6 separate regions of the Mus musculus genome follow, and regions 1, 2, 3, 4 and 6 are each linked to region 5. The links are chromatin contacts, called in public Hi-C and HiCAR-type maps. All regions are on one chromosome and are shown on one strand. The core of a region is the stretch at or near the end of the contact, and the rest is flanking DNA. Distances in the headings are between cores, read along the strand shown.

What was found. A called contact is a pair of places that touch in the nucleus more often than the background predicts. HiCAR-type assays count read pairs that join an accessible place to other places.
Region 1: a contact with region 5 is called in a HiCAR-type map of fibro-adipogenic progenitors, with 6 times the contacts expected there. The contact joins two enhancer-like sites. A contact is called at or near these places in 1 of 39 promoter capture datasets (cranial neural crest), 5 of 484 Hi-C or Micro-C datasets (adipose-derived mesenchymal stem cells, bone marrow-derived macrophages, cardiomyocytes and 2 more) and 5 of 115 datasets of contacts at active chromatin or transcription factors (the NIH/3T3 cell line, cardiomyocytes, embryonic fibroblasts and 2 more).
Region 2: a Hi-C map of bone marrow-derived macrophages shows a contact between it and region 5, with 9 read pairs. The contact joins two enhancer-like sites. A contact is called at or near these places in 3 of 39 promoter capture datasets (cranial neural crest, liver and maxillary cranial neural crest), 2 of 484 Hi-C or Micro-C datasets (bone marrow-derived macrophages and macrophages) and 4 of 115 datasets of contacts at active chromatin or transcription factors (the NIH/3T3 cell line, Th17 cells, embryonic stem cells and 1 more).
Region 3: a contact with region 5 is called in a Hi-C map of bone marrow-derived macrophages, with 10 read pairs. The contact joins two enhancer-like sites. A contact is called at or near these places in 3 of 484 Hi-C or Micro-C datasets (bone marrow-derived macrophages, macrophages and myeloid progenitors) and 4 of 115 datasets of contacts at active chromatin or transcription factors (the NIH/3T3 cell line, epiblast stem cells, heart atrium and 1 more).
Region 4: a Hi-C map of bone marrow-derived macrophages shows a contact between it and region 5, with 8 read pairs. The contact joins two enhancer-like sites. A contact is called at or near these places in 1 of 39 promoter capture datasets (liver), 4 of 484 Hi-C or Micro-C datasets (adipose-derived mesenchymal stem cells, bone marrow-derived macrophages, macrophages and 1 more) and 4 of 115 datasets of contacts at active chromatin or transcription factors (cardiomyocytes, embryonic stem cells, fibro-adipogenic progenitors and 1 more).
Region 6: a contact with region 5 is called in a HiCAR-type map of fibro-adipogenic progenitors, with 8 times the contacts expected there. The contact joins two enhancer-like sites. A contact is called at or near these places in 4 of 39 promoter capture datasets (the 3T3-L1 cell line, 3T3-L1-derived adipocytes and cranial neural crest), 5 of 484 Hi-C or Micro-C datasets (cerebral cortex, embryonic fibroblasts and uterus), 5 of 115 datasets of contacts at active chromatin or transcription factors (the NIH/3T3 cell line, cardiomyocytes, embryonic stem cells and 1 more) and 1 of 9 other capture datasets (embryonic stem cells).

What each region holds. Positions count from the first base shown.
Region 1 is chr13:6,028,235-6,032,931 of GRCm38.p6, reverse strand. No RefSeq gene overlaps it. Among named protein-coding and RNA genes, the nearest start is that of Gm46401, 110 kb to the right of the region's middle. Within about 2 kb of position 3,306, at least 67 of the 459 cell types and tissues checked have an H3K27ac peak or open chromatin away from gene starts, as enhancers often do. A contact at or near this core is called in the NIH/3T3 cell line, adipose-derived mesenchymal stem cells, bone marrow-derived macrophages and 2 more, where this site is marked.
Region 2 is chr13:5,891,305-5,895,779 of GRCm38.p6, reverse strand. No RefSeq gene overlaps it. Among named protein-coding and RNA genes, the nearest start is that of Gm46401, 22 kb to the left of the region's middle. Within about 2 kb of position 2,864, at least 56 of the 459 cell types and tissues checked have an H3K27ac peak or open chromatin away from gene starts, as enhancers often do. A contact at or near this core is called in the NIH/3T3 cell line, bone marrow-derived macrophages and pancreatic cancer cells, where this site is marked.
Region 3 is chr13:6,107,017-6,111,275 of GRCm38.p6, reverse strand. No RefSeq gene overlaps it. Among named protein-coding and RNA genes, the nearest start is that of Gm35615, 180 kb to the left of the region's middle. Within about 2 kb of position 1,790, at least 46 of the 459 cell types and tissues checked have an H3K27ac peak or open chromatin away from gene starts, as enhancers often do. A contact at or near this core is called in bone marrow-derived macrophages and pancreatic cancer cells, where this site is marked.
Region 4 is chr13:6,126,045-6,130,126 of GRCm38.p6, reverse strand. No RefSeq gene overlaps it. Among named protein-coding and RNA genes, the nearest start is that of Gm35615, 160 kb to the left of the region's middle. Within about 2 kb of position 2,651, at least 27 of the 459 cell types and tissues checked have an H3K27ac peak or open chromatin away from gene starts, as enhancers often do. A contact at or near this core is called in bone marrow-derived macrophages, where this site is marked.
Region 5 is chr13:4,769,413-4,773,765 of GRCm38.p6, reverse strand. No RefSeq gene overlaps it. Among named protein-coding and RNA genes, the nearest start is that of Gm40658, 46 kb to the right of the region's middle. Within about 2 kb of position 2,140, at least 305 of the 459 cell types and tissues checked have an H3K27ac peak or open chromatin away from gene starts, as enhancers often do. A contact at or near this core is called in 3T3-L1-derived adipocytes, the NIH/3T3 cell line, adipose-derived mesenchymal stem cells and 5 more, where this site is marked.
Region 6 is chr13:6,056,748-6,061,076 of GRCm38.p6, reverse strand. No RefSeq gene overlaps it. Among named protein-coding and RNA genes, the nearest start is that of Gm46401, 140 kb to the right of the region's middle. Within about 2 kb of position 1,251, at least 100 of the 459 cell types and tissues checked have an H3K27ac peak or open chromatin away from gene starts, as enhancers often do. A contact at or near this core is called in 3T3-L1-derived adipocytes, the NIH/3T3 cell line, embryonic fibroblasts and 2 more, where this site is marked.

The DNA.
Region 1 (4,697 bases), core at 2,057-4,556, 1.3 Mb before region 5:
GTGTAGCAATATCTTTCAAATTGAAACACCCCATTCTAGAGGGAGGCTGCTAAACTTCGTTAAGTAAACAACTATAGCGTCCAGAAAATTCCCAAAACTTATAAGATTCATCAGTTACTTCTTCCCCAAGATTATAATATAAGCAATAAAAATAAACATTCTTGGGTGAAGAGATGCTCGAAATATCAAGCTGCTGGCAAGTCTTGCAGTGAACTTCGTGGCTGCAGGTTTTATGAATCAACATCTACCCCAGGGAGGGCTATTTGGTGATACAGTGACTTTATCCACTTTTCTCTAAGCAAACCCTCATCTTGATTCTTGTAAGTAGCACCAGTTAATTAGTTCATTGTTTTACCAAGTTGAACATTGGTAGAATTATTTCTTTGGTCTGCCTTTGGTACTCTATCTAGGGTTCATAGATATTTGTTGAAATCTCCCAGGGAAAGTCATATAGCGTGAAAGTCTTGGTAGTTAAGGACAGGAGACAGGCTTTCCTGAGTCAGCAGAAGGAAGTTTAGACAAGAAGAACTAGTCTTCAACAAACAGAAGATGATATAGAAATGCTGGAGATGCTATTCTGTATGAAAAGGAAGCAGGTGAGGGAAAAAGGGATACGTGATTTAATGCAGAGAATCATGCTTGGCTCTTTCCTGTAAAGAGGAGCAATTCCAAGTGAAGCTATGCAGATGTGTGGTTCACTAGTTACCCACTCATCCTTTTTATTTCATTCGACACTCAGCTTCACCCCTTCCCTGGCATTGAGATCCTTCAGATGCAAATCATCTAAATGGATCCTTCATATCCAGATAAGATGAAGTGGCGAATTCTGAAACCCATTGACAGTAAATATGTCAACGCACAGCTTGCTAGACAGTACTGTAAGTAAATTCTAATTTCAGAAATAGAGTAAGATCACCTTACATAAATTTCCCATTCATCTAGGCTAGGATTCTCATCTTTGAACACGATATATGATTAAAGTTAGTAAGGCATGGGTGGGTGTCAGTGGGAGTACCTTTTCAGATTTTGATATATAAAGTAACTGATACCCTTGATAACCTGTGCACTTAATAAATGGGCTGCTGAGTTCCCTGCCAAATTTTAGTCTTAAATCCTGATTCAGGGGATCAACTGTACATTTGTAAAAGTGGCAGGAGGCAGCATGGTATGCTGGATCTAGGAGCTTGCTTATTGAAGTGGGCACAAGAGAAGAGAGAGGTGTAGATATATTAGGAAACTTTAAGCTAGAGACATACATTTCAACATACGAGTTATAAAGAAAATAGGGTAAAGCTGTAAAAGAGAGTGCAAAAACCATTTGGTCATAATTCTTATAATGACATTTTCTCCAGTCTTCTACCCAGTGTTGATGAAGGTCTGTGAATAAGTTGATTTGGAATACATCCTCAAAATAGTGAGGGGATATTTTCAAATGTTTTGTCCAACTTTTCCCAAATTTTCATCCAAGGAGTGATGTCAAGTCTCAGAGTCTTCCTGGATCCTTTGAAAAAATGGCATTCCTGGTTCCTGTTCTTGAGATTCTCTATTGTTCTTAGAAACAAATTTTCTCAAGAGAGCATGATACATAGCCCAAAGAACTGTAGTTCTACACACACACACACACACACACACACACACACACTTAAATCTAATATGATAGTAGAGGTTTCAACTTCTTCTGGGCTCATGTTCTTCACAGATAACTACAAGAGCTACTATCTGATGCATCACTATGTTCTACTCCATAGTCTCTCAAGGTGGCCATCTTCACTGTATCATGGAACACAGTGACACCACTCCCGTCCTGTTGGATTTTTCAGAGTAGTTATGGCACTTGACTTCTATGTAACAAACTCATTTTCTAGTCTCTGTAAACTCTCAGTTCAGGTGGGGAGGTAAAATTTATCAGCTCATTACTTGAACCATGCAAAGCCTCATTTTAGTTTATTGCAACCTTTATAGTGGTTGTTGAGTGACCTTAGGAAACAATTGACAATTGCAGAACTGGTTGATATCAGCATATCTGTGAACAATGGTGCTATTGATAACTATTAGAAATCAATAATTATTTCATAAAATATATTATAAAATAATATATTGAATTAAATGATCTTATGGGACAGGTACTTTGAAAATGTAAATTAGTGATTAAATTCATATAACTTCTTAGTACTAACAAAGTACATCAAGAGCTTCTTGAAACAAAGTGCATTTGTGAAGGATTACAGCATATCATGAATAAATTATCTAAAATTGGTGTTTGTCTGTCCTTTCTGGTGGGAACTCAGGGACCACTTTACAATAGGAATTATTGTAAGTTCGAGCTAGTCAATTGTCTAAGTTAACAAACATCCATACTATATTTATTTTGGGACCTTTGAAGGCCACATTGTAGGTGTAACCAGAAGTTCTGCAATATTTGTCTTTCTGCTTCGCAGTAAGGAAGCCTCTGGTTTGTAAGAAGCTGCATAGCTACCCCGATAAAGAGCACATTCACCAGTTCCCTATAGCCAGGTTTACACAGATGACTAAGTCCCACCTACTGGGTGGGTAGGAGTAAAATTACAGCTTCCAAAAAACTTCCTTAAATGGAAGAGACACCCTCTCCTTGCCCTCCCTCCTCCCAAATGGTGGAATAGGAGTGATGACAGAGGCTCATGGAATCTCCTTGACCTTATGGAAACCACATGTCAGGAGTCCAGAGAACTGCAGGACTGTAACAGACACTCATACCAATCTTGCAGTGATCAACCAGACCTTACTTTATGGTTGGCTGTTACTCTGAGGTTTTCTATTTTCTACTTTGGCATTCCAGGTAGTTGGAAGTTAATCTGATAACACAGCCTGTGATTGTCTAGGGAGAAGGAAGACAGGAGGGAAAAATATCGGAGGGAAAAGAAAAGAAAGAGAGAATGAGAAAGAAGAGGAGGAGGGGACAAAGGAGGAAAGGGTGGAAAGGAGAAAAGAAGGAGGAAGAGGATCAGCAGAGTAAGTAGGAAACAGAAAGAGGAAGAGAAAGAGAATGAGGAAGGAGGAAGGAGAGAAGTGGAAGGAACTGAATCGGAGATTAAAATAAATAAACAAAGCCAGCAGCCATTTCTCTCTTTATCCCTTAATGGCCAATATTAAAGAAGAGTTGGTGGGGTGCGATCCAGATGTTGAGCTCGATGACTGGCAGAAAGGGGCCACCCCTGTGTCACAACCTCCATCTGCAGACAATTAATAGCTGGCTGAAACAGGTAACCAAAGGCAGCTGCTTTGGAAAAGGCAGAGGCGAATTGCTTCCACAGTTGATGTCATAACCTAGCCGGCTGCTGAAGAGCAACACCGAGGATGGAAACTCTGACGGACTGGATGGACAGTGCCTCATGGATACCAAATGTTATTGTACATTATTACTCATTGGAATGGTTTGTGGCAAAGACAAATTCTTAGAAGCAACTGGCCATATAGTCTTGTAGTCTAATAACATATGTGTCAGCCAACAGACATATGCCTTAACAGCTTTTAATTATTTCTACTGTTTGCTTACTTCTTTGCATTAAACATGACTTTAGTCTTTTACATATTCATCTGAAATCTCCATTCTCTTACCTTGGTTATCACTTCTCTGTTAATTGCTGCCAAGTCTGTGGGGAAATTTTTTTTTGCAAAAACAATCAGCCTTTCTTCAGGCCGAACAGCTCCATTTACCTTGAACTTTTTTTTTTTTTCTCTTCTATTCATAGTTTCTGCAGATCTCTTTCCTGGCAAGAGCGAAGTTTCGACTGCTTCTGCACCAACTTGTCAGTTAACTCTATAGCTCAAGTGTAACCCTGTTTTACAATGATTGCCCTGGCAGCTTGGCAGTTTCACTCACAGGTGTGTCTCAAGGGCAAAGTCATCCCTGGTGTTCTAGGTTTAACCCTGTTAATCCTATATAAGATTATGCAAAGGGGTTGTGCTGGGCGTGCTATTGCTCTTGCTTGGATTTAATACAAATAGCCTGCCATTGAAGAGGAACAAAGGGATTTTTGATGTGGCTCATCATTGATCCTCATTGGGATAAGGCAAGGCACAAACTCTGAAGCTACTCTAAGTACAAACATTTTCTCCCTCCCCTTTCCTGCTCTCTTCTCTCTCTCACCACTTCTACTGTGTGTGTGTGTGTGTGTGTGTGTGTGTGTGTGTGTGTGTGTGTGTTTGCAAGGGTGTGAGCATTAAGTGTAGAGCCAAAGGTTGGCAGTAGATATATTCCCCGAGTGTTCTTTGCCTTGAGGTCTCTAACTGACCCTGAATCTCACTGCCTCAGCTGGACTGAGTGGTCAGCTAGCTCCAGCAATTGTCCTGTGTCTGCTGCACTCTAACACCGTCATTACTGAAACATGGCACCATGCCCAATCTTTCATATGGGTGCTGGGGTATCTGTACGAATGCCCTCATATCTGTGTGATGTGACAGGCACATTTCCAGCTGAAGCCTTTCCCCATCTCTGGAAATGTCTCTACTTGATACTCCCCATGAAGCAAAGAGACTTAAACAGGGAAGGAAAAACAATCTTAGATAATAATTTGACTGAAACTCTCAGGCGTACCTTACAACGTGTTCTTTGTATGTTCTCATCAATCATGGATATGTCATTACCCTTGGAAATTAATAGCATGGGTTCCATTCACTCTTAGACTAATCCTGTGACAAAACTGTTATGACTCATTAAA
Region 2 (4,475 bases), core at 1,615-4,114, 1.1 Mb before region 5:
TGTTTAAAGTACTTTTGAATGTCACAGCGGAAAAAATGTTATAGTATTTGATTTTCCTTGTGTGCAAAAGTTTTTTTCAACATTTTTCCTTTGTTATGAATTCTCATTATTATATTGTTTTTATCAAAAATATTTTTTGCAAATATTGGGGATGTATTGTTATTTTAAGCTATATTCCTATTAAATTTACTCATAGTCATAGAAATGTTTTCCACCGTATTACCCAATAGTAGTAACATTTCCTCTCCTTGCCTGAAAATAACACAGAATACCTCATTTCAAATTAGTCTTCCTTTTAAAAAGATTTCAGCAAAATGGTTGGGATCCTACTTAAGTCGAACTTATCTTCTAAGCCCACGTAGAATATACCAATTTCCAACAAAAATTCAGTAACAACAGAAAAACTTAATGTAGACCAAGTACAGATATTAAACACATGAGTTTTCCACTTGGGGCACCTGTCTCAAAGGTTGATCCCCATGGAGCAGATGACCTTTCAACTGGAAGGAGTAACAAGTCATTCCAGAAGATCATCCACTAAAAGACAGAACCCCATGGAGAAATCCCTGAATGATGGATCTACATTGTATGGAGATGACAGCAGGAGGTGAAAGAGATACTGTGGTTGGGGGAAACAGGTGCTTGGAGGCGCTCCTGCCCAACCTCCATGACCTTTGAACGATGGGAGTAGGTCTGAGTCACACTATGCCCACCTTGTCACGTCAGTCACCACTCTCAAGGCCCTTTGCAATGAATCACAAGACCCATGATTAAATGTTCCAACATGTGCTTTATATATTATACTGAAATCAATAGATCTCATCACCATATGGTTCCTTTAATAAAGCCATTTTGAGAACTAGAGAAAATCATACTCTATTGAAGGCAATGTCTTATGAAAATATTTTTCTAAATATTTCAAAAGAAGAAGCATGAATTCAGCCCAGGGGTGACTATAGATAAAAAGTAATGTCCAGGTTTTTTTTTTTAACCTTAGGAAGGAAGAGAAATTTCACTAGAAAGGGGTCTTTTGGCCTGGCCCAAAATGTCATGTAATCTTATCAGACATTGTTTAGGAGCACAGTTTTATTATACAAAGTACTAAACAATCCAGAACAGGTGTTAGGCTTCAGCATAGGGTTTTAAAGTCTTCTGTGGTTTATAAAAAAGGAAAATAGATAAATAAACAGGTCCAAGTATAATTCTTAGCACTGAAAGAAAATACAAGAACAAGAATCAGAAAATAGGCTCCCAGAGAGTCATTGTATCTGACAACCTTGGTCTTGGAGTTCCCATCAATGAGTGGGAAGAAATCACTTATTCTTTAAAGCCCCAACTTATTATCACACTATAAATGGAATAAGACAACAGTCAAAAGGGGCTGGAAAAGTATCTCAGTTGGTACAGTGCTTACTTGGTGGGTGTGTATGAAGCCCTGCATTCCATTCCCACTACAAAACAAATGAAAGAGGAAGAGGATGAGGAGCAGGAGAAGAAGGAGGAGGAGGAGGAGAACAAGAACAAGAAGAACAAGAAAAAGAAATAGAAGAAGAGGAGGAGGGGGGAGAAGAGGAGGAAGAGGACAATGGCAAAAAGGCATGGTGGCACTTCCCTTTAATCTCAGCATTGTTTGCAGAGGTAGAGAAAAAAAGATGAGAAGTTTTAAGGTCATTCTAGTTTACATAGCAAATTTCAAGGACTGGCTGAAACACATGAGATCCTGTCAAAAAGGAAGACAGAAGGAAGGAAAGAAAACCAGAAGGAAAAGGAGGAGAAAGGGAGAGCAGGCAAAGGAAAGGATGGTAGGAGAGATGGAGAAAGAGAGGGGTAGAAGTAACAGAAAGAAAGAAGCCAAGAAAAAAGTCTAATATATAAACATAACTCATATATAAATTGTAAAAATAATACATCACATATATAAGAAATGTTTCTATGCATATAATCCTAGGCCTTTAAGTTATTTCTAGACATTGCTCTGGAGTCAGCTCATACAAAGCATTGTTTTCTTGAAAATTGTATCTATTTTTATGAGAATGGAAAAACAGTGTGCCTGATGATAAACTTTAACTTGTGGGTTTGCAAGTAGAATCCAGTGATATGTGACCCTATGTAGCTGCAGCCTCAGCGTCAGTTTCCTTAGCTAATAGAGCATTAATTACATCTATGTCAGTGTCTCCAGGAGTATAAAATAACGCATGTGCTGCCTTACTCAGAGGCAGCCTTGCCTCGGTCTTCACTATGGTTTGTGAAGGTTTGAGCTTCATATCTGAATCCTGATGGGCAATGAATGAAAACCAATTCTCCCCCAACAAAAAATAATGTATTGGCATGGGGTCTCTGGAGTTGGATAAAAGTTTAATGGAATTCTTAGAATTCTTATATTTTTGCGCCTCCTCCACAGGTGGTAAAACAAGCCACACTGGCATTCGTTGAGAGAATCCTAACCTGAGGAAGTTGTGGGTATACATTCCATATTCTCACCAGGAGAAGGGCTCACTGCGCAGGATAGCAGACTTTGAACTCTGAGAGACAGTCTGGTTCCTGCTGAATCACAGCCGTGTTCCTATTTACTTATGTTACAACATCACCCTTCAAACTTCACTTTATAATGTACCCAAGGAGAGTCTAAGACAACTTACTTAGAAATGAAATAGTTGTTTGACGGTTCTAGTTGAGTTGAATACTGAAAAAAAATCTTTCCTTTTTTTTTTTTTTTTTTGTCATTCTCTGCTGTGATTCATGCAAAGAACTTTATAAAACTCAAAGTGATTGCCTCGGCAGGTTGAGCTGTTACTTGTGGTATCAGGTAGTACAATCCTGCGCAGACAAAATGGAATGCATGGTGCTATTTGAGTCACAGACCTAATCACTGTCTGTCTGAGACGGGATCATTGTGACTCACACAGCTGAGCTGTGCAGAAACACAGAATGCATACAGATACCCAGCCACCAGGAGACAGCCCAGAGGTACTGGCAAGTGCTGTCTGGCTGTTCAAATAAACAGCCTACATATGATGAGCGAGGTGAGGGTCCTTCATATACACAATCCACACTTATCTTCATTCACCTCAATATCCCAGTAGATATTCATTTCTCTTGTCTTCAGTGGCATCCCAACCCTATGTGCTGAGGTTACTATTAATCCAGGAAGAAAGAACCTGTCTCCAAGCTAAGCTGCAAGGACCACATTAAACAGCAAACCTAGAGACCTGGCTCCTTTATCAGGCCCCAAACTTCAAAGAGGTTCGGAAGATCCTCTGGTGTCTAGCTACCAAAGTCCTTTCTGTTGTTTGCCTGGATTATCCTGGGGGGTCCTGGTCTTCAGACAGCCAGAGATGAGATTAGCTGATTTGGCTATAGCCTGGCTTTCATTTAAGACTGTTATCAGCAACTCTTTAGGGGTCTGGAAGAGTATCTGGGCTCCTGAAGATCCGTATTCCTTCCCATTGTCAGGATTCTTAAGCTTCTGGAATCCTAAACCGCCAGGACTGTCTTTGAAGGGAAAAGGTATGAAAGGGAAAAATGTTTCTTCCTAGCTCACAAGTGGATACCACCAGGACAATAACAGATAAAGGCTGGATGAAGGCACATCTAGAATAAATGTTAAATCATGCAACACAATGGGACCCAGTGGGAGTAGAGGAGAAATCCTTACTGAAGAGAAAAGACTAGGGACTAGTTAGGTAGCTCTGGCTCTGAAGGGCTTGCCTTACTAATGTAAGGCCCCAAGTTTGATCCTTAGCATCCATATAAAGCAGACAGAGATGGTGGGAGAGTGCAGATAGAGAGATCTGCCTGGGCTACCTGGCCAGCCAGCCTACTCTACTTGGAGAAGTTCTAGTTCAGTATGACAACTTTTTCCGTGGTGTCTGAGGAATGATGCTCAAGTGCCAGACAGCTTACACATTTGTGCACATGTGCACACACACACACTCACACACAAACACACACCAATACAACTACATGCCCCAGAGATACATACAGAGACACACTCATACACATAAGAAGGAAACTCAAATTAACCAGAAATCAGCTAGACAAAGGAATGGCCTTCTGTGAAATTGCTGCCTATTTGCAGACGTCACCATTTCCGTAAGGAGGACCCTACTTTGAAGTTCTTCTTCCAGGATTCACAGCCCCATGTCTTAGAAGGGCCTAGAGAGAGAGGCCCTTTCCACTGGGGACAGGGCATATCCTTCTATTTTGATTTTCCCCTTATGTGTTAATGTTCTTGCTTGGTTAATCAAGTGATGTATTTTAAAGATTTTTCTCGGGAAGTGTAGTTTCCCTAAAAGGAAAATAGAATTCTCTATTATTCATCATGCATGAATGTCTGAAGCTAATTCACTTACTAATAGGCAAACACCGAGACTGTGGAAGGACCTGTAGGATGTAATTAAACTCACAGAATGATCTCCCAGAAGGAGAAGACTTCCTGTCACAAATGAAGGACCACTGTGGAGTCTTTTCCAGGT
Region 3 (4,259 bases), core at 541-3,040, 1.3 Mb before region 5:
TTTCATCATAAGTAGTGATTCTTCTCAGCACTGTGACAGAACATCCAGGAAAAATAACTTGCAAAAGAATACACTCAGAGACTACATTTCATCATGGAGAGGAAGGCATGATAGTTCTAAAATTTTTTCATGATAGTATGAACTTATGTGTATTATGTTACATTTTCGTGGCTGATATACTCTCAGAGTGTTCAGATGAGCTAGGTTACAATCTTCAGGACCCACTCTCCAGTGACCCCCATCTCACAGTGAGGTCTCAGCTTCTAAAGGTTCCACAACCTTCAGAGAAGCATCACAAGGTGTGAACAATGCCTAACCACGGGCCTGTGAGAGCTCATTCGCATCCAAACTCTAGCGCCCTTCCTTTGGTCTCCAAAGGCTCATGGCTGTCTCACACTGAAAATTGCTGCAGTTAAACTTTAGGAGTCTCTGAAGTTTGAATAGCTTCAACATTTCCATAAAGTCCAAAGGCTCCTTTGACTATTGGTAAATATCTAACTCTGATTCCATGCAAAGTAGAACAAAAGACTATGCCGGGGCCTAGCAAACACAGAAGTGGATGCTCACAGTCAGCTATTGGATGGATCACAGGGCTCCCAATGGAGGAGCTAGAGAAAGTACCCAAGGAGCTAAAGGGATCTGCAACCCTATAGGTGGAACAACATTATGAACTAACCAGTACCACGGAGCTCTTGACTCTAGCTGCATATGTATCAAAAGATGGCCTAGTTGGCCATCAATGAAAAGAGAGGCCCATTGGACTTGCAAACTGTATATGCCCCAGTACAGGGGAACGCCAGGGCCAAAAAAAAATGGGAATAAGTGGGTAGGGAATTGGGGGGGGAGGGTATGGGGGACTTTTGGGATAGCATTGGAAATGTAATTGAGGAAAATATGTAATTAAAAAAAAGAAATTAAATACTTGCAATATGTACTTAGAGCAGAGTAAACTTTTTCAATTCAAAGGAAAAAAATGGTCCAGGATGGCAAGAGAAGATTATCCCAGAACCAAAACAGCAGCACATCAAACAGTAAGCCCTGGAGCTTCCCATGTAGTCCCTGAGGCACTGGCATGTATTCTTTGACATTCAATGTTCTTGGTTAACCTTCTCTCTCTGAAGCTGCCACCTGTAAAATATATACACTCTCTTATCAGCTGTCTTGACTGGATGCCCACTGTTTTCCCCCAACAAGTACTTTCCATGATCTATACTATCTTGAGGTTTCTGTGACAACTTAGGGTTTGCCTTTATAGCTTGATTTCAGTGGGTGATTTTTCAGAAACTACAACCTCACTGTATGTTTGTGGCTTGGCCACATTAGCCATTTGGAATTTTACTATCAGTCTCACAATCTGAGAACTCTTCCTATCTACACATCTACAGAACTTGAACCATGTGGATAATGTCACATTCTGCTTCCATATCACGGGGTACCGGGCATGTCCCTGGAGCATGACATCAGTGGACTCTGAGGCCTTTATGGCTTAACTTGAGAAGACTTGTGTCAACATAATCATTGTCTTGCTGGTACTAGTGACCATGGAATAAACAGATGAACTGTAATCACCTAGGGAAATGCTGTTAGCAATATAGGTCAGGGAAAGGCTTTGGAAGCATGAGCTATTTCCTGGAATTCTATACCAAAGCACCATAATTGGCTTAAACATCAGAAATCTATGATCTCACAGTTCTGAAAATGGGAAGTCCCAAGTCATCAAGTGGGAAGTGGGTGTAGACAGCCACCTTCTGAGGTTCTCCACATCCTCCTATGGTTTTCCCTGTGTCCTGACCTCATCTTCTTATCAGTACAGCAGCGGATGGATTCATGCTTTATGACTTTATATTACACTAACCCCCTTTACAATGCTTACTCCAAATACAGCCACATTCTGAGGTAATGGAGCTAAAGATTTCCGGATAAGAACATTGAAGGGACACAATTTACCAGATAACCATGTGTGTGGGTGTGGTTCCTTACTTCATCGGGAAGTTTCATCCAGTTGAAGAGTTTAAAAAATGATCTTGAGGCCTTAGCAGTCTGTGCTATGACTCAGATGAACAAACCACATAGGGTTCTTTGTTTTCTTGGGCTTCACAGACACATCACAAAGGATCGCTCGCCTGAGTGGACTTCGTTCTTCTTAAAGGTCAGGCTCTCAGCATCCCTTCTGAGCTCTATCCAGAGTACGTGCCTCCAGTCAGTCCTCTCTGGCTTGAAATACTCTGCAGATGAGAAACCCAGGAAGAGAGACCAGGATCCCTTTAGAGAAGATGGAAAAGAAGAACAAGGACAAGCCAGACTACTTTCATCACACAAATCTCTCTCTATTGTGTACTGACTGTTTTGGCAAATGATGAATGGTTATTAGAGAAATGTTGGAAAATATGGGCAAAAATGGAAGCAAAAACCATTGCATGTGTTAGTTGCACTTACCAACAACAACTACTCATCTTGAGGGTGGGTATGTATCTAAATCTTTTGTTTTTATGTTGGAATGTTCAGAGGAAATCTCCATTCAAAACTACAAGTACATTTATCTAGTGCATTTCACCAGTAAGGAGGTTGCCTACTGGATGTGATGTCCTGAATGTTGTAGCTTACATTTGTATGTAATTAGAAATATCTTAAAAATTCTGTTGATGGCTACATAATATCTTATCTAATAGAGTAAAATCATTTAGTCATTTTCAGAGTGGTAAGCATTTCCTATGTCAACAGTTCTATGTAACTAGAATAAATCTTGTTGCACATAAGTCTCAACAGGCAAGTTATATTATTTATTAGGATATACTACTACAAATTTAACAACTAGACAAAGACCATGAATAATTTTATGTAAATAATTACTCATTGAGAATACCTTTGGAGAATTCTGTACCACCTTGGAGAAATGTAAGAGTGAATGACAATGCTCACCTCTGTGAAATTTGAGAAGAAAAGAGGGATTTACTAAAAGAAGGAAGGGAAGGAAAGAACTTGAAAGAAAATAAGAGCTTCAAATTTGTTAAGCAAAAAAAGTTACACCTGAGTGTTTTAGAATGTTTTGTGTATTTGGTTTTTTTGCACAACTAAGGAATTTTGCACTGGCTGTTCAAACTTTGTGAGTAACCCTTTGGCTGTTTGTCCACTGGAAATATTTTTTTGCATAGTCCTTATGGTTCCTTCCTTTCTCATGTACTTGGAAGTAACTTTCTAATAACATTTCTTTGTTTATATTTATGTACACATTTTACTTATGGAATTGTGCGATATTTAAGTTGTTGTATGGTTTCTATCTTGGGTGTGAGAGTGAGGGGACATGGGAAGAGGCTCTAAGTATCTCACCCTAAGACACAGTGGGACAAACCAGGATAACTACTTAGAAAGTTTACTGATCAGTAAAGGATTCTGTGGTATTACTGATCCGAAGTAATTTTCAAATATCTATGACTTGTTTTATAATTTCTTCCATTGATTATATATATAGAAAGTTCAATTTTCTTCCCGCTACTAAACATTCTTTAAAAAAAAAAAAGCAACAACAAATTCTTTTGCTACTTTAATGTATTATCCTTCAGTGTTTTCAATTTAATTTTTCTTGATTTATTGGTGGATATGATTGTTGATTATTATATGCATAAAGAACTTAATTTCCTCTGAATTAAGACCATGAATTTTGTTCACTTCCTTTTATTGAGTGAGTTGTTCTGTCCTAGATGTTCATTTAGATCTGCTGTTAGTGTTTGCTTCAGAGAAAACAAATCTTTTTCCAATAATTAAACCTTTTATTCTTCTGTTGGTATCACAGAATTTTAGTTCCTATGGATCTCATAAGACAGGTGGTACTCATTTCCTACACAGGCGACATTTTCCTCTTTTCATATTCCTTAGAAACTTATTTATGAGATTGTAACTTGGCAAGGTGCTAGTAGACAAGAATCCTTACCAGATTCCAAGGAGGATGCGGTGAAGGACGAAGATGCTTCTGGGAAGGTTTAGCAGAGGAGCACAGGATAGAGGTGGGCTGAAGCCACAGTGGGAGAGGTTAGTCAGCAGCTGCTCAGTGGAGCCTGCCAATGCTTTGGTCTTTTGATTCTGAGTGTCCTTATCCCTTAGGCCCCTGTTTGGCTGCTCTGTTTATTCTTTATACTCCCTAGCTGCTCTCTCAGAATGGATCTAAATTTCATCAAGTCTCTGAAATTTTTGGCATTACTTATGGATAACTTTAAAATTCTACTCTCACACCATCTAATAATGCATACTTTTCCACTGATAGA
Region 4 (4,082 bases), core at 1,402-3,901, 1.4 Mb before region 5:
CTCTCCCCCCCCCCCCCTACTCCCCTACCCACCCACTTCCACTTCTTGGCCCTGGCTTTTCCCTGTACTGAGGCATATAAAGTTTGCAAGACCAAGGGGCCTCTCTTCCCAATGATGGCCCACTAGGCCATCTTCTGCTACATATGCAACTAGAGACAGGAGCTCTGGGGGTACTGGTTAGTTCATAATGTTGTTCCACCTATAAGGTTGCAGACCCCTTTAGTTCCTTGGGTACATTCTCTAGCTCCTCCATTGAGGGCCCCGTGTTCCATCCAATAGCTGACTGTGAGCATCCACTTCTGTGTTTGCCAGGCACCAGCAAAGCCTCACAAGAGACAGCTATATCAGGGTTCTTTCAGCAAAATCTTGCTGGCATATGCAATGGCGTCAGCGTTTAGAGGCTGATTATGGGACACATGCTGCACTATCTTCGTAGCAGCCTTATTTATAATAGTCAGAAGCTGGAAAGAACCCAGATGTCCCTCAACAGAGGAATGGATACAGAAAATGTGGTACATTTACACAATTGAGTATTACTCAGCTATTAAAAAGAATGAATTTATGAAATCCCTAGGCAAATGAATGGACTTGGAGGGTATCATCCTGAGTGAGGTAACCCAATCACAAAAGAACTCACATGATATGTACTCACTGATAAGTGGATATTAGCCCAGAAACTTGGAATACCCCAGATACAAGATACAGTTTGTAAAACACATGAAACTCAAGAAGAACAAAGACCAAATTGTGGACACTTTGCCCCTTCTTAGAATTGGGAACAAAACACCCATGGAAGGAGTTACAGAGACAAAGTTTGGAGCTGAGACGAAAGGATGGACCATCTAGAGACTGTCAACAGGACTTTCTGAAAGTATGCCTATGCCACCATCTGAGAGCCCAGGGACATTGAGAGGGAATGGGAAACTCCCATGTCTGCACTTAATTAGGGGTCATTGGGATCAGAATTCTATCACTGACAGGAATGGCCTGTCAGCAGACACACTGTGTATCTGGAATTTCACATTCCTTATTTTACAGCTTCTATGATGGAACACATCCTGTGTGTATTCAGGCATTCCTTACCAAATCTTAATAAACAAACCATTTATTTAACAAAATAGATAACTAAATATATCCATGTTATAGTAATATATCTTATTTGTATAGTAGAAAAATAAAACATAAAAACATCTGAGCATGGAATGGAACAAAACAGGGGGTAGGGTAGATACAATGTTATCAAGTCCAGGCCATCTGGCTTAGAGAGTACATTTTTAACATGTTTTTTTGGACACACTTTATATATACACGACCTTTTAAATATGAGCCTTAAAATAGCTACCTTCATAAAGGTCAATTTCTAGCAAGTAAAGTGTAAAGTGATCAAATATTTAAGTCTCCTGTTAGTCTTATGCTTTACAATATTTTGTTGAATCAGATTTAAATAAGGTTTCACTTTTGTTTTATTTTGTTCTTTTGAGATAGTGTCTCATATAGTCCATCCTAGCCTAGCTCACTTTGTAGTTGAAGATGTCCAAGATCTTTTGATATCCTGCCTCTACCTGCTAAGTGCTGAGATTATGGGCAGGGCTTGCCACCCCCAGCTTTCTTGTTGATGAGGAACAAACCCAGGGCCTTGTTCATGCTAGGTCAGTGATTTGCCAACAGAGCTATGTCCCCAGCCCAAAGCTTTGTTCTGAAAGGTAGACAAGCTGAACATCTGTACATGGCTCTTGTTTCTCCCTGCGTGTATGGTTAGTACTCTGGCTGGAATTGGGAATTTGATGGCTACTTGTCAGCATCCTATGGTCAGTAGAAGGCACATCTGCAAATGGGATCATGAGACAAACCCAGCAGAGTGCCAAGGAAAAACTATTAGAGAGAAGAGATGCGGAGATTTGGCAGTGTAGAGCAGGTGAATGTTTGAGCAAATATGGTTTGTGCATAGAAAGGTGATGCTTCTTTGGGTCTGTCATGTAGAAAAGAAATGCATGAGAGGAAAGACTCACTGAAGGACAGTCAGTATAGAGCTCAGGAAACCACATCTAAATCTCAGCCAGAAGTGTTGTATTCCTGTAACGTGTTCTCAGTTCCCTTGACCCCCATTCTCTGTGGAACCCTGGGCTTACTAACTTCCTCTGGGATATAATGTCAAGCAGAAGTGCTTAAGAATACTTAGAGGAAGGTAGCTTTTTAAGAAACATTCAATCAATGCTTTGTGTGGACTGTGGTTAGGTGATGGGATCTGTGTGCTAGTTTGTAAGGTCCATGTTGAGATTGGTAGACAAGGAGATGGGTCCCTGAGGTCTTCTGATTCTGGAACTGTAATCTCCAAGGAACTGTTGCTGTAGATCCTGGAAGGATTCTGGAGTGGTTCTCACCTCAGGTCCTGCTGTGATGTCTTGTAGGTTTATCTGTAGCAGCATTTAGCGATGGGGTGAGGTGTCAAAATTAAGGCTTTAGAATCAGGTCAGTATTGGACATTTCTGCATATCTCCAAAAGAAAAATGCTCTCTCCTAAATGAATTCAACATTTTTAAACTTCTATGCACTTCACTATTTCCAAAAATACCCTGCCAGCATCACCACTAAATATAGCTTTCCAACCAATGATGAGTCAAATGCATTTTACATGAATGGCTCTACATACTTGAGAAACTGAGTTGTTTCTCAAATGACTTACTTGTGGTAAAGATATTTTTCCATGCTGTTCTTCCAGTAGAGCTCATTTCTAAGAAATCTGTAATTTCCCTGGAGTAAAAATGAATGCTTCAAAGTCAAAAGAAAAGGGCTTTTACTTCAGAAAAATTTCTGAATTCTTTGCAAGACTAGCCTTTTGCCTTTGACAGCCATCTCTGCTCTATGACATCTCAAATATCTTTTTAATTTTTCATCTCAGCACACATTCTTTGGATTTGTGCAACCTAAGAGCATCAATATAGACCATGAGCCCTATATTCATCCTTTTAAACACTTCCAAGTTCTTATTTGCAATTCTTCTGAGTCCACTTTCCTCAAGATAAGTCTGTCTCAAATATTACAAAGACATTCTTAGCATTATCATTACAGTTCATTCCTTCTTACATTGAGAAATAGTTTTTGGTGATGACAAGGCTCAAGTTGGGTACCCAGCTACTCTGTTTGGCAGAATGCCTGTTAAATGTCACATGTGTGTTTTTTGTCATTTGTATCCAGGGTTATGTCAGTATGTAATGACTTTCATTTGATAGTATTTTTGGAATCTGAAGATGGTTATTGCTGTTCTTTTGATCACAAGTTGAAATGTCATAAAAATCATTTAACAGTGAATAATAAAATAATATTATTTGTAATCAAAAGAAGAATGAATATAGAGAAGTTTTTCTAATTTTTAATGGAGTGTTTAACAGTTTAGTTCCCATCTTGTTACCTAACCAAGACCAATATGGGTGTCTCACATTCCTTTTAGAAAGAGCAGGGAAATACTTTATAGATGGAAACAAACAAAACATAAATAATTATTTTTACTTCCTTTATCACATTATTGTTTGTCTTTAAAGAGAGGAGTCTATTAAAAGGCTACAGAATAATAGAAAACAAACACTTAGTCAGAAACACTGTCTCTCTTTAGGGGGATATGTTTACTCTTCTCTTTCTCTTATTTTGCATTCTAATAGCAAAAGTGTGGAAAGAAAATAAACATAAAAATGATAAAGATAGAGCATAGGAAAATCTGTGTGATCTGGGTCATACCTCTGAGCACCTATGGCTGTGTCCACTATGTCTTTATGTTGTGTGGTTCTCTCCTTTACAGTTGTTCAAATGGTGGCCTATTCCTTCCTAGTACATGTCCTTAGATCTGGTTTCCCTTCTTCACAAGACTGTACAGCTTCCAAAATTTGGTGGTTCTTTGATCCTGAGTGCCTATCACATTGAAAGTTGTTTTGGATTCTTCCTTTAAAATCTATGTCTCCCTGAAAAGTTCCTTTTTTTCCCAATCTTTCCTCCAAATTTTCCTTTTGAACAATAATCAAGTGTTTACAAATCATGAACATGTGCATGTGCACCTATGAACATGTACACTTATATGCACACACACATAG
Region 5 (4,353 bases), core at 891-3,390:
TAGTCTCTATAGTTCACAAGTATCTAAAGTCATCAGTAAAGGTCTGCCTGAACCTGTGTAGACTTTTGTATGACCGTGGTCCACCTTCTCCTTTCCCCTCTACTCTTTTAGTCCCATCTTCTGATTTCCTTGCCTGAATCTTCACTTCTTCTGTTCTCTCCCCTTTCTTCTCTCCTTCACTTTATCCATTCTGCTGTTGTTTTTTTTCTTATTGCTTGTCTCCCTCTTACTTTCTCTGGAATCCTAGTTGACCAATGGGAATCAGGGTCCCCTCCTCTGGTTAGGTCTGTCAGCAGATGAGAACATATGCACCATGGATCATGCATGGAACTTGCTGAACATAGTCTAAGAGCTGAATCTTACAAATTAATGACATAAGAAAATAAATGATTTAATAAGCAAAAGTCATATTAAAGCCACCAAGGTACGTTTTCTCATTCAAAACAAGAATTAGGCTATTTTATTCCTGATGAAATGATAGTATGTGACCAAAACAGTCAAAGACAAAGGAAGGGCAAAGTTCCTTTTAATTAACTGAAGTTGTCTTTCAGATATAAATGCATACAGAAAGCCACTCTATGATGTATGTATTAATGATGATACAAGTGGTTGCATTTAAAACCCATAATCTGAGGATTGCCCTCTCTGGCTCTGTGAATACTGAAATATTATTTCTACAATTGGGTTCAATGCCCAACATACGTTAAATGGTGCAAGGTGGTATCATGTCTCTAATCCTCACAAAAGAGAAATAGCACATAGAGGATTAAAAGGTGAAGACCAACCTCAATAGGCCAGCCTGGATGGCATGAGATCCTTTCTAGGCAAAGTAAACATACAGTACTAGTTACTGTAACACCTTCTTCCAATACTTGCTATTTTTTTTCCTTCAACTTTCTGAAAAGCTACTGTTCTTGAGAAGGAACAAGAAAGAGCTGTATATGCAGGTTCATAATGCTGGCTCCATTAACCACTCTACTCTATAAGCACAATGAAGTTAGACTTTCTCCAAAGCACCCCTTTGGCTTCTTGGGGTGTATATGGCCCCCGAGGGCTTTGTTTTAGTTCTGGTCTTGTGACTCACAGGTTCAACATGACATTCTCCTTATTCTGCTCCTGTCTTTGCTGTTTACAGAACAGCAATGAACACCTCTCCTGTTCCCAGCCTGAGTTAGCTCCAAGAATCTCATACTCTTCTTTATCTGTTCTTGGCTGACACATGGATTATCTCTTGTGTCAGCTGCAGTTGCCAGTGTGCCTTGGCAATGTGAACTAAGCTGAATTCATATGACTCTGAGAATAGAGTTGGCTTGAACTCCCTATTACCAAGGTTGCATCACAATCCAGTATATTCATACGCCTGAATGATCTGAGCACTGTTGAAGAATCAAATCCCATTTCCTTGTAATATACTGGCCTTCTATCCAGTCTCCACTTCTATCTATAAAACCACGTGTAGAAACACATGTTCACATAAACGTATATTGGTTTTGATTAAATGTTTATTCAACCGCCACCGTGTCTTATAGCTACCTATCATTCAGAAAAGAAAATGATTTCACAATTGTAAAGTGCTACCTGGTAGGTTGTCTCTATGCCTTTTCTTCAATGTTCCTTAATTTGTCACAGAAGAGTTTTGACTGAAAACTTTAAAATGTTTATTTAATTTTAAAAGCAGTCTAAATAAAACCATTTTGAATAATTTAAAGCATGTTTGGCATAAGAATGACACAAATAGGCATTAAAAAAAAATAACCCTCAGGCACCTGCATATGACCTCAACTATGCTATTTTTCCCTCCTTGCATTTATGACTTCTATCAGCATTTCCCAGATTTTCCTCTTCCTGTAAACATGAGCTGCCAGACCATTTAAGGAAGTTAACTCAGAGCTGACTCTCCCAGGATCCTTGTTTTCAGAAGAAAAAGGCAAATCCTTTGCCCTAGTTGCCCCTGCCCCCACTCCACTCCACCCCACTCCACCCCACCCCACCCCGCATACCAAATCCAAATAGCTCTTGGGACAGGACAAACCCACTGTAAGAAGTAAACACTTAACAGGAAGTCTCACATAGCAACAGTCTCCAGGCACTAGAGGCATGAGTCATGCTGAGCACGCGGACCACAGCGCCTCTCCAGGGTTTACCAAGCTCTGACTCAAGAGTGGAGTCCAATTACAGAGACATTTCACAGGGCTCAGCACACTGGTGATGTCAGCTGATCCAGTTACAGTTGGGGGATCAGCAGGATTCAAACAAGAGGAGTGTTCATTCAGAGTTCCAGTCAGAGATTCCAGAGGCCCTGCCAAGTAAATGGAGGTTGCAATGAAAAAGCCACCTATAATAGAAAGTACTGGAAGTCCCGCTTAGCTGTTGCCTCAGGAGCAAACGGATCCCTGTCATTATGCGATTTGTCACTTCAGGGTAGTGTAGGGAACACCAGACTAGGTTTCACTGACTTCTTGGCTTTCTTGACATCTATGTGTTAAAAGATCTGCTGGAGGAAAGGGTCTATTTTTACTCATCATTGCTTCTCCATCTGTTTGCTATTTTCTATAAACAGAGATTAGCGTCCTGCGCGTGAGCCTATTTTAATCAGCGAACTAGCAGAGCCAAAGAGTAACAGGACGATATGAACATTCTGTTTCACAACAGAGCTTGCAATTCCTGAAGGACCTTCAAGCTATTCAAAAGAGGACAGCTTTAAAAACAATAACCGTGAAGGAGCATTACATCAACTTTAATGAATACATTTAATGAGTAATACATATATATCAAGCACAAATATATATATATATATATATATATATATATATATATATATGTGTGTGTGTGTGTGTGTGTGTGTGTGTGTGTGTGTGTGTATGTGTATACACATGCACAGACACACACACATATACACACACACAATCTTAGGAAAAATATTCTCAAAAAATTCTTACCATACTTTTTTGTTCTGTTCTCTTTCTATATGCTTTAAGAGCAATTTATGAATAAAAGCCCACAATAATACTGTGCTGAACACAGACTGATCTCACATTCTTAAATAAAGATACTTGTGTTATGTGTTCTTAAGATGTCCATACAAAAACCCAGAAGAAAAGGTATCTCAAAGTAGAAGGATTGCTGAAAGGGAAATACAAAGTCTTGTGGAAAGTACATAAAAATTGCTGAAATGTAACAACTGGCACTGTGGGTAAAGTGAAGTGACTTTTGCAGAAACATCTTCACCACCACACACATGAGTGAGCATCTAGAACCCTGCTAAATCATCATCTTTCTAATGGATGAGTGTGTAATGTGTAACTGGTGGGTTTTGTTAAGAACATAAGAAACGAATGTTGTTCTCTCTTGCGTAAGTGATGTCCTGTGTCTAGAAATGTCAGTGTTTAGCCTTAAGTGCTAAAGCTCTGTTTCTTTTTTTTATAATTAGGTATTTTCCTCGTTTACATTTTCAATGCTATCCCAAAGGTCCCCCATACCCACCCCCCCAATCCCCTACCCACCCACTCCCCCTTTTTGGCCCTGGCGTTCCCCTGTACTGGGGCATATAAAGTTTGCAAGTCCAATGGGCCTCTATTTGCAGTGGTGGCCGACTAGGCCATCTTTTGATACATATGCAGCTAAAGACAAGAGCTCCCGGGTACTGGTTAGTTCATATTGTTGTTCCACCTATAGGGTTGCAGTTCCCTTTAGCTCCTTGGGTAATTTCTCTAGCTCCTCCATTGGGGGCCGTGGGACCCATCCAATAGCTGACTGTGATCATCCACTTCTGTGTTTGCTAGACCCCGGCATAGTCTCACAAGAGAGAGCTATATCTGGGTCCTTTCAGCAAAATCTTGCTAGTGTATGCAATGGTGTCAGCGTTTGGAAGCTGATTATGGGATGGATCCCTGCATATGGCAATCACTAGATGGTCCATCCTTTCGTCACAGCTCCAAATTTTGTCTCTGTAACTCCTTCCATGGGTGTTTTGTTCCCATTTCTAAGAAAGGGTAAAGTGTCCACACTTTGGTCTTCGTTCTTCTTGAATTTCATTTGTTTGGCAAGTTGTATCTTATATCTTGGGTATCCTAAGTTTCTGGGCTAATATCCACTTATCAGTGAGTACATATTGTGTGAGTTCCTTTGTGATTGGGTTACTTCACTCAGGATGATACCCTCCAGGTCCATCCATTTGCCTAGGAATTTCATAAATTCATTTTTTTAAATAGCTGAGTAGTACTCCATTGTGTAAATGTACCACATTTTCTGTATCCATTCCTCTGTTGAGGGGCATCTGGGTTCTTTCCAGCTTCTGGCTATTATAAACAAGGCTGCTATGAACATAGTGGAGCATGTGTTCTTCTTACCGGT
Region 6 (4,329 bases), core at 2-2,501, 1.3 Mb before region 5:
TAGCTTGTGTCAATTGACATAAAACTAGTGAGCACAATGTCAGATAATTACCTGGACACAAGGCCAGGCATCACTATACTATTGTAGGAGAACAGAAGACCATAGAGCTTACCCAGCTCCTGCTTGACCATGTCTTGACGGTATAAATAACATTTATTTAGTTACATTTCTCTTTCTTTTTTGTCCTTCTCGGAATCACAAAATTGACTTTTGGAGCCCTGTGAATAGGGAAGTTTCTAGAAGGGCAGATCAGCAAAATGTGAGCAGAGGTACACACACATGCTGCTTGTTGATTGCTGACATAAAAAGGCCATATCCTCTTCCTTCAACCCTACTTTCCCTTCAGGAACGACCATGGAGTCTGGTATTGAGATCAGAGACCACAAGAAGCTTCCAGGGTAGTGATTCACATCTTAGAGAATCCAGTCTTAGCCAGCAACCCATACGGACAACAGATATTCTCTGAGCAAGAAATAAATGTCAGCTGTAAGGTCTTGAGATGAACTTCATACAGAAACATAACCTGACTTAACTTGAAAAGCCCTCACTCTAAAAAGCATTTTTCTGTCTGAAAAGCCCGTTATTAGATATGTAAAACGCAACCAATGCTCACAGCCTTTTCTAAAATGTACATTGCACAGTTCTCAGAGAGATAAAAGGAAGTGCTAGTGGAGGTGGGGAGGGGGGTGGGGTGCGAGGCTGGGCGTGGGGCAAGGATGCCAGTTCCCCGAAGGGAAGCAGCCAATTCCTCCTCACCCCTTGCCTTCTGTTAGCTCCACCTTGCTTGTACCCATTGTGAAAATCAGGCTTCTAAAGAAGATCTTACCTTAACGAAGTGCCCCTCCCCCCAGCTTAGAGGCAAAAGCTTAGAACAATTGGATTAAATGATTCCAGCTGTGGAACTCTAGCCTATGTGCAGTCTCACGTGTGCCTGCTGAGTAATTTGCTGACTGCAAATTCCTGTAAATCATGTAAGCTTCTGCCAAAAGGCCCAGATACACTGGGACATCCCCTGTCTGGCATTGCATCAGATGACCTTTGGCATCTGAAACACTTTTGTTTACAAACTGTGATCCTTTAAAATGTATTGAGTGATTAAAACCTGACCGAATTGGGGAAAGATGAGCTGAGAATTAACTTAGGGCTGGAGATCAGTTTGTTTGTTTAGTTCCTTGCATGATCTTGGCCAGGAGGATTCTGACATTACTTGGACTCCTGCAGCAAAGAGCGGGCTATCTGCCAGTCTTAGGAGTGAGTTGGAAAGCAGAATTGGTGTGTGCAATGTGGTCCTCTTACAACATTGCTGTCGACTTGGTATTCTTCTGTGAAATCCATCTGGAATGTTTGCAAAAGAAATGTGCTCTTTGCTGGGTTATTAATGAGAGGGCAGATTGACACCATTATTGTGATGGGCTTTATTAGCCAGCGTGGTGGTGTTTTCCTTGCAGAGTCTCAGCTATCTGAAGGTTAACTATGCAAGTGCATGTTGGCTGACTGGCGATAGCCTGTAATTCTTTCCTATTAGGCAATTTAAGCATTCTGCTCCCACTCCAGCCAATGCTTAAGAAAGCCCTAAAGGATGCCAGCTATCGACTTTAATCAGACATCAGAGCTTAACCTAATAAAAAATTGCTTTTGGGCCATGCATAATTAAATGAGCATATTTAGAAGTCAAAACACTGTATTTTCCATGGGAAATAATATTATTATAGTGATAGAAATATAAAATTATGAATTCCACAGCTGCACTAACATGCATGTCCTAGACGTAAACAAATAGAGAGAGAATTAATTTTAAATTTCCTTAAAATTTCCGGTGCCTGGTGAATTCTAAATAAATCCAAACCATCCCATATTAGAAAGGAAGTTTTTTGTGTTATTTTTTGTTGGTATGAGTTACATTGTTTTCTTTGTTATAATTCACTCAAAATGTGATTAAAAAATGAGTAGGCGGTAGCTATTACAACTAACAATATAACCTGGCATCGGATTTGATAAGAGAGAGAAAGAGAGATGGGACCTACTATGTAATTTCATTTACAGTAAGTGGTCCAAAACATCCTCACTCACAAAAACACATAGAGCATAAAATGGTTAAGTACCAGAAACCCAGGAGGCTACAGCCCCCTCCCCACAGGGGACACATAATAATGTAACATACAAATAACTCTTGTCCAGCAGGGAAACATTTCCCAGCAACACTCCACCTGGAAAGATGTCCTCTTCCCTCCCAAAGGCTACATTAAAAATCCTTTCCTTGAAATTCTCAACTAACTACAGTGAGAATAGAAGGCATTTTGAGGCTCACATACCTTTTCTACACTCAAACATTTTATTGGATAATTGGGGGAAGAAGTTTAACATACTGGAAGAACACTCATGTATTTATTTGTAGGTTAATTGTCCACAAGATCCTAGGCAGAAAGATGGGTCAATAGAGCCTACAAGGCCAGGAAATAAAAGAACAGTATGATGGCAAAGTCTCAGTAAAACTTTCAACATGGTCATGACTCCATACTTCTATGACAACTGGAGCTTTGAGGATTGCCTGGTCAATCTTTATAAAAACTAGCTACACACTATGGAGGAAAAGGTGTTTTCAACTCTACCTAGCCGGAGACATTGCCAACCCCCACTTATCACCTATGATTTAATCAAAACTACCCAATCAGACAACAAGAATCCCTTAGGATCCTTTTGTGGTGCTCTAATAGAAGAGCTGAGTGTGAATAACATATATAGAATGTAGATGTATCTCTTATGGTTTTAGAGCTTGGAGATTTGAGATCATGCAATGGTATTTCATTCTGTTGGTGGCGGGAAGACTTTCTTCTCTGGTGAAGGGGTTGTTGTGACTTCAGAGGGAGGGAGGTAGATGAGAAGAAAGAGAAAATGCTCTCAGTCAAGTACTTTTACAAGTTTGCCAATCACATAGGTTAAGGTGGAGCCCTGTGATGAAGTTACCTCTCGAAGGATGCCATACCAATACCACTGAATGGGAAGACATGTCAGTGTGATGTTCTGTGCAGATAAAAATATGCAAACCATTGCAGAGAAATCCATAACAGCCATAATGCTATAGGATAGTCCTGTGAAAATGGCAGAGGAAAACCAGAAGAGAGAACAAAAATAGATCAATAGAAGAAGAGGAGCCAATATGAACATGCCCCATGGCCACATTTGAACACGATTCCCACTTTTACTCTAGTGAGAAAAAGACACAGCTATCATGTTTGTACATTAGAATTTGCATCTGTAAAATGTTTTCAAGTATGGGATAATATTAAAGTTAAAGATTTATAATCACACCAATAATACTTTTCAAGAATGAATGTTATCTATGAGTTAATATTGAAAAAATCAAATATTATTCTCTCAACAAGGGAAAAAACAAAAGAATAAAACTATTCTAATACAACATGTGTCATGATCAAATGTAATTGATTTTAATTTTTTACTTTGCCTTATTTTAATATATAAAGATTATATATATAAATGTATTATTGCTTCTTATCATAATGCTTACCAATATTTTACATTCAACAGTGTTGTATTTGAATAGGAATATTTGAAGACCCTGCCTGACTCCAAGACCTGAGAAGTTCTGTAATTGACACAAAGGTATTAAGAACATAATAACAAAAATAGACTACTGCAACACAGTACAAATTCCAGGACAGAATCCCCCAACAGTTGCATGGTACTTCAGAGTGGAAGGTAAACATCTTCAAGAGGGCACAATGAAGAAGGAATGGATACAATTATACAGAAAAATAATTCTCAGCTACTCCCTCACACTCTAGAGAAAAACATGAGCAACTTCAGTGTGAAACTACAGCACAGTCTTGACCATCCTAAGAAAGCTAAGAATGACAACTAACACCAGTGCAAAGAGAAACCAGAACAGAAACACAAGAAATCTGTTCACTGTGGTTAGTCATGAGGGACATACAAAACACAGGTACCATGAGATACAACCCTGATAAAATAAGAAGCTGACACAGAAGAGGATGAGGGGGAAAGCCCTCATCACCGTAAGGGTGCAAGCAGTTCCAGCAGCAGGAGACCAGCAACCTCTTATCAAGGTAAACATACATCCAGCAGAGTAGCTTCTCAGGGGAAAATGTCCACAAAAATGGAGTGTTTTTAATCACAATAGTGACAAACAGAGCACTGTGATTTTCAGGAACAATTCTTTTTTATATAAACTGTAATCATGCAATAGAATACTCGTCAGGACTAAAAAGGAATGAACTTTGGAGGGAGGGTGTCTCATTGGTTAGGAGCATTCACTGCCCTCACAGAGGCTTGGAGTCTGATTCCCAACAC